Regions from separate parts of the Mus musculus genome. Here region 2 is linked to region 1. The links are chromatin contacts, called in public Hi-C maps. All regions are on one chromosome and are shown on one strand. Each heading gives the region's core, a stretch centred on a gene start, on an enhancer-like site or on the middle of the called end of the contact. The rest is flanking DNA. Distances are from core to core; before and after follow the strand shown.

Region 1 (5,787 bases), core at 891-3,390:
GTTTCTGTGTAGCCCTGACTGTCCTGGAACTTACTCCATAGACCAGGCTGGCCTGGAACTCAGAAATCTGCCACCCTCTCCACTTTTAATGTGCTTGAATGATATTTTCTCAATGTTTTTTGTTACTGGGATCTTTTCTCAATCAAATACTTGGGCACTCTTAAAACACTGAAGGTGACTCTCACTGTTGGCTCTCACACCGAGGCAAGGAAGATATTCCCTTTGTAAACTTTGTAACTCCTTAAGGGTTGCAAGTGGCCAGGCCCCTGCCTGAGGAACTCCAGTGACCAACTCCTGCCCCCGACATCCCAAATGGTCTAACAGTATTGTGTATGGCATAATACTAAGAGGCATAATAGCAGCAGAAAAACACAGAGATTCAGGTTTTGTATGGCATTGAAGCCTTCACAAGGAAATGAGAGAGCAACAATTAAACCACTGAGGACACTAAACTAAAAACTAATCTGCATGTTTCTGTGCTGGGCGAAGCGAGGGCCAACAGTGTGAAGAGCTGTGATACACCAAACAGGCTGAGCCCGGATAGCAACAAGGAAGGCGCTGTCATAGGCGCATCCTCAATGGCTTGAAGGGAGGTCCAGAACCTTCAAGGTCAGATTAAAGCCTACAAGAGCGCACCAAGACCTTCCTTGTTCCTGCTGTTTTCTCAAATTCCTTGAGCTTAAAATACTCTTAGGGTAGCATTTCCTGAACACCATCAGAGGTAGTGGGACTGGACTATCTGGATACCCACTTCAACTTCTCCACAATCATGTACAGAAATACTCACCCACTGTGCACGTGGATCTCTGTCCAGACTTAGCAGTGAGGCTCTAAACAACAGATAGCTACAGAATATATACCACATTCTCCCAAGGGTGAGTACCAGGGGATTCTAAAATCTGAGTCATCCTCAGATACATAATAAGTTTGAGGCCAGCCTGAACTACAGGAGACCTGTCTGAAAAGAAAGAAAAGAGGGAAGGGAGGGAGGGAGGGAAGGAAGAAAGGGGGGAGAGAAGAGAGGGAAGAAAGCGGGAGAGGGAGGAAGGGTGGGAGGGTGGAACTAACAGATGCCTCTGTGATTCCAACCACAAGGAAGGACAGCCACATCACTTCCAAACAATTAGCACAAAGTGTGGACCTAGGAAAATTAGCAAGTAACCAACTCACACAGGAGACACTGGGCTGTTTTTAGAACAGAGACATTAGATTTCATCAACACATTCCTGAAAGGAAAGCATTAAGCATCTTCTCACCACCGTGATCACAGCTGACATTCTCACAGCAACGGCCTTTTCAAAAGCAAGGTTTGCAAGAACAAAAACGAGTGTTTAAGTAACCCTGTATATTCTAAAGATCCTTAATTAAAGAAAAAAATTTCAATTCTAATGACTGCCCACACTCCAGAAGCTAAAGCAGGAGGACCACAAATTCAGGCAAACCTGGGTCATCTTGCAAGACAGAGGCTGATCCAGGCCACAGCAACGGGACTGGATAGGTGGCTCAGTTAACAGCATTCACTGCTCTTACCAAGGACCTGGGTTTCTGGCAGCCACAGACAATTCACAACTACCTGTAACTCTTGTCCCAAGGAAAACAATGCATTCTTCCAGCCTCCACTGCACCGTACAAAGGTGGTACACATACACTCATACAGGCACACACACATTAAAAAACAATAAGCCTTTTAAAAATGCAACAAAAGTTTCAGGCATTGACAGGCAGTGGTGGCGCACGCCTTTAGACCCAGCACTCAGGAGGGAGAAGCAGGCAGATCTATCTGTATGAGTTCCTGGCCAGCCTGTACTACAGAGCAAGTTCCAGGACAAATGGGGCTACACAGGGAAACTCCACCCCAAAAAACCAACCAAACAAAAGAGATTAAGAAAATAAATGTGTAGGAGGTATGTTTCTGCCTATAAATCCATATTCCATGAATAAGTGATGTATAAGTTTAGGCTCTAATCCATGCCAATGAAATCAAGAACCCTCCATGAGTCTATACATGAGGAAAACTAAATCATGACCACTCATTTCACTGCTAAATCCACTTTCTGCTTGAGAGCTCTCACTAAGGCTGCAGAACATAAACTAGTCAAAACTCTGGCACTCAAAAGCTCGGTGCTGCCATCTATGCATGCTTTAAAGGAAGTGCTTCTAACCTGTCTTCCTTACAGAGGCTGCGCATGCACTGGGGAGCTATGAGAGCTATGTGGGCATCAGGCTGAGCACACGGTCACCATGCTGAGAACGGATATGTCAGTTCACACAGCACTGGATAATCTACCACCTTGTAAACGGGTGGAGGGAGACAGCACCCATAAGAATAGAGAGCCTGCCTAGAGCATTTCCGGCCTTTTGCCCACCTTTCAAAGCCTATTACAGAGTCAGAGAGATTTGTGAAATACCCCAGCTTTCTACATGAGAACACAATACAAAGCCATCACAGCCTCGCGGTCAGCTGGTAACTGAACTAGATACTTCACTCTTCTTTAGCTTTCTGCTGGGTATACAGAACTATCTGAGGTGGCTTTAAATTTAATTTCCCTGAAGTGCGGCAATGCTGAGCATCTTTTCATGTCTCTAGGAGACCACATCTTCAAAAGAGGGCATCAAATATTTGTCTATGTGTCTTGTATAGTTTTTAATGTCAACATGACACAATCTGGAGTCGTCTCAGAGTAGGTAATCTCAACTGAGAAAATGCCTCCAACTGACTTAGCTATGGACAAACCTGTAGGGCATCTTCTTAATTAGTAATTAATGTGGGAAGTCTCTGCTGACTGTGGGTGGACAAGCCCTGGGCTGGCGGCCTGAGCAAGCCACTGAGCAGCATTCTTCAGAGGCTCTACAGCAGTTCCCACCTCTGTAAGGCCTGGGCTGCCCTCAGTGGACTGTGACTCGGGATCTGTAAGCCTACTAAGCCCTTTCCTCCCCAAGCTGCTTTTGGTCATGGTGGTTTTTCACAATACTAACTCTAAGGCACCACCCATCTTTAAGATTTGAGCTGATTGTTTTATTGTTATTGGGTTGTAAGAACTCATTACAGATGCTGGAGTGAGGGCCAGAGGTTAAGACTGTGCACTGCATTTGAAGAGAACTCGGTCAGACTGTTAGCTCCACACCTGGCACCTTACAGCCACCTGAAGCTCCAGCTCCAGCAGAGCCAACGCCCTCCTCTGGACGCCTCAGCATCCCACACGTGCACTCCCACATGGGACATACTTAAACAGCAGCACCTTCATTTGTTTATGTGTATGTGTGTGTGTGTGTGTGTGTGTATACACATATATACATACATAGAAAGAGAGGAGGAAGAGAGGGGGCAGAGAGATCTCTTTCCAAACATGATATCCTGGTTCATTAACTATGTATCAGTCATTCAGACAACACCACACAATGCTGCCACCTATAAATTTTAGTCAGTCTCAGAATCAAACAATACAGTAGTTAAATGTTTTTTCTTCAAAGCCAGCTTAGGGACACAAAGAAGTTTCCAGACCAGCATGGGCTACATGACAAGACCCTGCATCATTCATAGCAGTCAAAAGATGAGAACACTGTCTGCTAGCTAATGGATATTGGATAAATGCAGGGAGCATCCACATAAGTGAAAAACATCATGAAATAAAACAATAAAGTTCTGGAGTGCACTATAGTGCGTCGTTATTATTTATGGCAACTGTTGACAGATGTGAAGGGTACTAGTGGTTGCCTAGGACTAGACACCTTAGAGCAACTGTAGTTACTATTACTGAGGACAGTTTATTCAGGGGAGTGAAACATTCTAGAATTGACACAATGACACAGCAGTACTCCAAATCTATTAAAGCACAAACAACGGATATTTTAACAGGTACCAGTCACACCTGAAGTACTGTGACAGATTCCTGAGAAAACAGTTTAAAGGCAGAAGGGAACCAAGGGTTTCAGAACCTACAATGAGGCAGCTTCCTCCTCCTTCCCCTTTGACTCCAGCCTGGTTCCCAACACACTGATCGGTGCCACCTACATTCAGGGTAGGACTTCCTTCTTAACCTAATCATATCTGGAAAGAACGTCACAGACACCAGAGTGGATGTCAATCAGCTGCAAGTCTTACAAGGTATCAGTCAAGATTATCAGTGGGCTGCTGAGAGGGTTCAGGAAGTTGAAGCACTTACTGTAACCTGACAACCAAAGTTGTCCTCTTACCTCTACAGGAACATTATGGTACATGTACACACACACACATACACTCACACACTCACACACACTCACACACACATACACACACTCACACATACACACTTCATCTTTGTGTTAGATCAAGACACAAAATCTACACATCATGATATTATTTAGAACTAAGGAGTTAACCATCAGAAAAAAAGAGATGAAGTTAATGGTAGACATGGCTAAATATAGCTATAGCCCCAGCACTGATTAGGCTGAGGCCGGAAGGTCATGAGTTCAAGAAAAGCCTGGGCTACATAATAAGGCCATGTGGACAAAAGTGGGGAAAGGAAGAGAGAAAAGGGAAGTGAAGGAGAGATTATGACACTGTGTCTTGCTGACATCAGTCTATTAATATTATGTCTCTCCATCTAATATCTCATCTGCCTGAAGGTTTAGCCCTGCAGTAGGAAAAACCATATCAGGCAGTGTCCTTAAACTACCCATCACCATTGAAATCATACATGAATGTGTGTGTGACACATAGCAACTTTCAAGTAGGAAAAGAAGAGATTGAATAGATAAAATAAAGAATAAAATAAAATAATAAAAACCTGCTGGCAAGAGTAGAGGACTGACTTCCACACGTCTAACTTGCTTTAGTAGCTATGAAACACAACATGCCCAACTGTCCAATACTATATATATATATCTCCTTAGTCTGCCACGACATATCGGCCTTTAAAATCCAGACAAACAGCTATAGCCAGGTAATCTTGAAACCAGGGGAAACTACAAGAAATACATGTCAGGTATATTAGGGCACCTTAATTTTAGGATCTTCATTAACCAAGCAAACCACTACCCTGGCGCCTACCTGCCAGCTGCTCTCAGCGTCAAGCTTACACTTATTCCAAGACCATTAATAAGCACTGCCTTCCCGCAGATGACCTACTCTGCACACTACCAAGAAGACAATGTGGGTCTCAGGAGTTGAGGTGGGAAAAGCAAAGCAAAGAAACAGAAGTGAATGATGGAGCCAATTTCCTAAGTTTCAAAAGAATTTGTCACCATCATTCAGAAAGAAAAGAACCATTGACTGAGTCCCAAACTATATTATGTGTTGATCAATCAGGAACAGCCTAACACTGCTGAGAAAACCACAGAATAATGGAATTTGGAATAACTTTTCATGGACAGGCAAAACTTAAACATCATATCCTTTTGAACACTAGCGACAGTAGACATATTAATAATGTGAGGCCCTGTTCCTAATATACCTGGGCCACATAAAGCCACTGCCAAGGTCTGAAACAGTCACAACAAATCTCTCAGCCTTGCAGCATAAAATTCAGTTGATAATTTCTTTGTCTAACACCTAATAAAATTCATTCTTCCAAAATTGTGGAAAAGCTCAGCACAGTCCTCCCTTATTATAAAGTTTCCTGTTACAAGGTTGCAAGATTTACACATATGTTAGGCTTCATTGTGGAAAGGAGACCTCCTCATAACACCCTCTTTGTTAGAAGACTCTGTGCTTTGCCTCCGGCTAGATATATAATAAGAGTGAAACGAATTTGGACAGATTGCTGAGCAAAAAGAAAAAAAGTGCAGTTCTTTTTAGTCACCCCC
Region 2 (5,787 bases), core at 923-3,422, 180 kb before region 1:
AAAAAAATAATATTATATAACATTTTTAATTCTTTGAGAATTTCACAAGATGTATGTAGCATATTTTAACAATTATTCTTTTTAAAGTATGAGTTGGAGTAAAATAAAATCCCTATTTTCTTACTTAACCAATATATTTTACAGTTCCAAGCATAAAGTATCACCACTGTGAAATCACACACTATTATCATATCTTGCTTTCTCTCTAAAAAAACAAGTTGGCAGAAAACAGAAAGGAAAGCTTCTCTTAGTAAATTACTAATGCAAGAAAAAGTCAGCTGCTCTGCAATGGCGAAGCCTGATTCGGTGGCATGTTTCAGTCTACAGCGGTCTGTAGATGAGATCTCACCACAGGGTGAGATGAATCTCCTGCACGGCACGGCGAGGTGATGCAGTATGTCATACGTCTTCCCAAAAGCAGCACAGCCTAAAGCATAGCAGCTCCTAAACCTGCAGCACCATCAGTTCATACATGACTCATATGTACAGAGCACCATGCACTCATACATGACTTATATGTACAGAGCACCATGCACTCATACATGACTTATATGACTTATATGTACAGAGCACCATGCACTCATACATGACTTATATGTACAGAGCACCATGCACTCATACATGACTTATATGTACAGAGCACCATGCACTCATAGATGACTTATATGACTCATATGTACAGAGCACCATGAGCTCATATATGACTCATGCGCATGAGAAAAATACTCCAAGCACAATAAACTAAATGGTCTCATTTAAAAGAATCTGTACTCTTAGATTTTATATGTAATAGCACACATTCACAAATCTGGATGTCTATATACTAAATTGAAATTATATAGCTTTAGTGGTAAGATTTGGGTAATTGCTATGTCTTTCTCGTTATCTGTATTTTCTGATATAGAATTCTCTGTCCATGTCAAAATACGCCATGCTGATGCTTCCACACTGTATGGCACCATTGCCACGTTCCTTCTTCCTATGCTGCTGGCAAGCAGAGAGCATCTTGAGTCTCGGACAGGCAGGGGACAGGCAGGGGACAGGCAGGGAGTATCCTGACAGCAGCTGTACACAAGGAGCCCGCTCCAGGTCTCTGAGGTTTCCATCGATTTTTCTTAAATGTGAAATTCCCATGTGTTCTTACACTTCAGTCTAAGGAAAGGCACGAGCTTGTTTTGCAACCACTGGCTTTTGCTGCACTCTGCTGGAACATTCCCTGATGTTCTCCACGATCACTAAGTATGCCTAGATCCTGCTACAGCTGAGGAAAATGGTCTCATAGACAGTTACATATTTCCAGGGTCAGTTAACAGTAATAAAAGGGTTGGAGTTTACAAGCACACACCAAACATTTGTTCACGTGTTAAAGAATGGCTGTGCACATTGATTATGGTAAGGTAGAGGGGGCATCGTTAAACATTAGCAGTTCCTCTTTTGTACAATGCACTTAGCGATAGATTTATTTTTCTCAGCACTTCTAAGCAAGCTGAACAAATCTACCTTCAGTTACCACAACAGTGCAGTAAATCCCTGGACACACCTAACCTGACTCTTAGGAAGTGTCAAGGTCACCTGCTTCTTGTTGTGTTTTAATCTGAACTGCATTAAAGCAGGTCATTTTGCAGTTTACTGGGAAGTAGCCAAGTGACTAATACCTGCTTTATCCAGTGACCAGCACTCAGGTCTCAATCGCTCGCTCAATACACCCCCAAACACCCCAAAACACCTGCAGTCAATAACCAGTATGAAGCTTGCTTGGTGAAAAGTAATCTACGCGGCCCCAAATTCCACAAAACCGTGGAGAACCCTCCACACTACCTGTGCAACAGACCAGCCCCGGGCTGTGCTCCGGGCTGGACTCTCTCCACACAGAGGAAAACTTCACCTCAGCCGCCTTGGACGTTGCCAACACAGATTTGGCAAGTATCCCGGTGGAGAAAATACTTCTCGATTTTTAACTAATACCTGCTTAAATTTTGTTTTGGCCTCATGGCCTGGAAAGAAAAGTCTGGAATGACCCCGTCTTTTGACTTTATAATCTGCATAAATCTCTCAAAAAGAGGCTTCACCAGGAAACTTTCCGTGGAACATTTCATCTACAGAGAGAGAGAGAGAACTCTGTGGCTGTCCCAGCTGCACCTCAGAGCACAGTGAGGAGACTGCTCTGCCTTAGGACAAAGGTACAAAGCGCTGAGCGGCTTCAGCATAGATCCCAGGCGAGGCCTCACCCAAGCTGGCAAACACCAACTGCACGCTAGCACCCCCAAGTGTCAGGTGCCTGGCCAACAGCAAGGCCAAAAAACCCAGGGCCAAAGGAGCTCAGTGTTAGGGCCTTGCCGGTTTTGTTTTGTTTTGTTTTGTTTGTTTGTTTCCGTGAATGACTTTTACAAAGCAGCTCTGTGTCTAGGGGAAAGTCACTACCCTGCCAAAGAGGACAGCCCTACTTGCTAAGCGCTTAGGGATCGGTGGTCACAGGAAATCATCAGCGCCTGCGTGGGAAAGGCACCCTAGCTTACAGAGGAAGAGATGGGGCCTCAGAGCTTCAACAACCTGCCCACAGCCACAAAGATGGACAGTGCAGACACAGAAACCCAGGTTCATGGAACCCTGGAATCTGTCAACCACACCAAGCTGCACTGTGACCCTGGCTCTTATCCCATCTCATCTATGAGAGGTTGGAAGAGGTCATTATATATTCGAGGCATCTCTCTATTCCTCCTTTAAGTGAATTAACTAATTTCCAAGACCTCTTCATATTCAAAATATCTACTATTTTTAGTGTCTGTTTATGTCTTCCACCTGCCCTTACACTCATTTTCTTCGATGTAGCATTGGGAAATAAATTAACCAGTCTACACTAGTCAAAGGTAATCAGAGAAGTTTTGTGTGTCTGACACTCTGGTACTGAGCATAAAATCTGTAATTATCAGTAATATTCCTACTGAACTTGACTGTTACTGGATTAGACTAGTTATTGAGTAAAGGCAGGCTAAACAAAATGTCCACTACATCTAAGGGACATAACCTAGTTTGTAAGACTCCATTCCCTAAAGCTGTTTATTATTTACTTGACATAATTTTGCAAAAAAAATAAACATTTATAATCAAATAAGGGGAGGAACTTATATCATACTATCACCATTAAAACCTGGTTTAATGGCATCCTGTATTCATTATTTATCACAAACTCTAAGCATATTTACACAATAAGGTGACACGAATTTAACTAAAAAAAATTATTACATTTATAAAGAAACAACATGATGCTTTTGAACAACCTCCCATTTCCGTCAACTTATTTAATTATTAGTGACTTCAAAGGAAAAGAGACATTTCTAAAATCCATTTTTCTCAAAAATGTATTATTTTATCTCACTATTGATGTATAATTTAATTAAAGCTCCAAGCCCACATTTTTCTTTCTAAGTGGCAGGCATTTTCATTAACTAGCACATAGTTAACCCATTGTCACAGTCCCCTAAAACAGCCCACATGGTGGGGAATAATTAAGGTAGCTAGGGGAAAGGTCACTTAAGACTTCACCATGGTGTGAGCTCAAATTATAGGTTTGAGCAAGCCGGGAGGACCAATGCTCGGGAAAATGTGCAATCTTAATGGAATGCAGAACAAATGAACGTTTTAACGTGTGATGCTACTCGGTTGCATAATGGGATTTTGTTGAGTGCTACAGGAGGCAGAAAATAAAAGTAACCCTGCAGGGTATGCCTGTTAACTGCTTCAGGCTCGGGGCATTATTGGCTCACTAAATGGGCACATAATAACATGAAAGACTGGTTCTGCCCTCTGGTTGGTGCTTTTCTGTTGGTTGCTCTTTTTTAAAAGACTGGGCAAGACCAAGCCTTTTAGGAATTTGTTAGCTTGTTTCCCAAGTTTATTCTCTAGCCTGAGGAAGAGGAGCTCGTGACCAACGCCCTCTTGGCCTTCCGCCCTAATCTATCATTAAGTCAACCAGAAAGGTGGCTACAAGATGCGTTCAGACTGAGCCCTCTCCACACAGACCACCACCTTCTGTCCCTGCTGACCCAGGAGCCTGCAACTCAATCCCTGCCTCCTGCTGGTGAAGTAATAACCATCGGCCTTTGTTTTCATCCAATTAATTGAGTGAAAATGGCTTCCACTGTGAAAAGACCCTTCATGACCCAGCTCCAACTCTAAAACCTGGCACAAAAAAAAAAGAAAAAAGGAAAAAGGAAAAAGGAAAAAGGAAGGAAGGAAGGAAGGAAGGAAGGAAGGAAGGAAGGAAGGAAGAGAGGGAGGGAGGACGGGAAAGGAGGGGAAAGAGGAGGAACGGAGGGAGGGAAGGGGGGGGGGAGACTGGATCACCAGCAGCGTAAGCTTCAGCCCTGTGAGTCAAAGAGTCACAGTGTCAGACACTGGGGACACATTCAGTTTCCCAGGAGAACTTGCTCTTTAGCAGTCACTTCTTGTTCTCATTTTGAAGGGTGAAAACATACCCATTAGCCTTTAGGTAGGCAGAAGTCTTTCCTCAGTAGACACAGGCTATGTCCTGATGACATGCACAGCCAGAAGCATTCTTTAGTGCAGAGACATATTAACAGATAAGCATCCAAAGAAATTAGTATCGTGCTTCTCTCCAGACCAGCAGATTTCAGACAAATCATAGGACCTAGCAGTGAGTGTCTGTCCAGTGCCTCATGTAGGCTCGCCATCAGAGAGTTTAACCCTTACTACAGGAAAGTACCTACAATGAAAGAGTGAACACAGATCCACCATTGATCTCTCCTCATCATGTGTCAAAGGCCGCAAGGCACGTGTCTGAAAGCAAGGCTAGGGCGAGCAGAAAGAAACAGCACTAAGGAAGAGCCCACTTTGATTGGCACAGAGGCCTGCGAAGGGGCTCCCCCTAGCCAAACATGTACCAGTGTTCTTAATGCTATACTTAATACTTACTAATATAAGTAATCCTTAATACTTAAGTCTTTGACAGGCTCTGCTAACCATGCCTGACGTCTGCCTCAGAGCCTGGGTGGAACCTTGGAAATGCCAGGAAACCCAGGACATGTAGGTAATCAGAATAGGAGTTGGGATAGAAATTACCTGCTAATAGACCTTGAATTATATTGAAAGCATGTCTATATGGAGTAGAAGACTGACTGTCACCAACATAGAAATAGGAAATGCTAAGAGGAGGAGTTCCCTGACTTTAGCTACAACATTCTCAATGTGTTTGTCAGTAAGGGAATAATACCATAAGAGAAATAATGCTATAAATGTTATTTCTTTCACAGAACAGTCCTCAAAAAATCTCATTTAGCCTACCATGTGTGAAAATGGAATTGAACTGGTATACATTTGAAATAAGAAATAAAAAATTGTATTTTTACAAGTGACTTAGTATATTATTCACCCTAAAATAGTGTTATGGATTTGACTCCAAATCTACAAATCAGCTGTAAAATACGGTGCCTACTCTCTAGCTTCCAGAGTGCCACACTTCCTCTCCCAGACTAGATTCCAAACTATTGAGGAGAACAACCACTTCAAATATATTTCCTCCCCCTTCCTGACACCCTGCCCAAGGTCCTAAACAAATAGCTACTGCACCAACATAAATAAATGAAAAGTTCCCCTAAAAGAACCAGAGGAGTCAATATTCCTACTCCCCTAGTCACACAAAGGAACGTGGACACTGGGGCTTCAGTGTCAAAAACAAAAAGACAACTGGTGATCTGTCCGTCCCTCCCTGCAGTCCCACACGTGTGCTGGTGCCACGGCTTTCTACAGTTAGACTGCCTGTAAATTACA

What was found. A called contact is a pair of places that touch in the nucleus more often than the background predicts.
Region 2: a contact with region 1 is called in a Hi-C map of Sertoli cells, with 3 times the contacts expected there. The contact joins two enhancer-like sites. A contact is called at or near these places in 1 of 15 datasets of contacts at CTCF or cohesin (pro-B cells) and 10 of 484 Hi-C or Micro-C datasets (Sertoli cells, cochlea, cortical neurons and 5 more).

What each region holds. Positions count from the first base shown.
Region 1 is chr9:22,529,619-22,535,405 of GRCm38.p6, reverse strand. All of the region lies in intron 5 of Bbs9 (Bardet-Biedl syndrome 9 (human)), which reads right to left. Among named protein-coding and RNA genes, the nearest start is that of Bbs9, 57 kb to the right of the region's middle. Within about 2 kb of position 2,140, at least 73 of the 459 cell types and tissues checked have an H3K27ac peak or open chromatin away from gene starts, as enhancers often do. A contact at or near this core is called in Sertoli cells, where this site is marked.
Region 2 is chr9:22,705,611-22,711,397 of GRCm38.p6, reverse strand. The region is part of intron 19 of Bbs9 (Bardet-Biedl syndrome 9 (human)); the gene reads right to left. Among named protein-coding and RNA genes, the nearest start is that of Gm39309, 97 kb to the left of the region's middle. Within about 2 kb of position 2,172, at least 60 of the 459 cell types and tissues checked have an H3K27ac peak or open chromatin away from gene starts, as enhancers often do. A contact at or near this core is called in Sertoli cells, where this site is marked.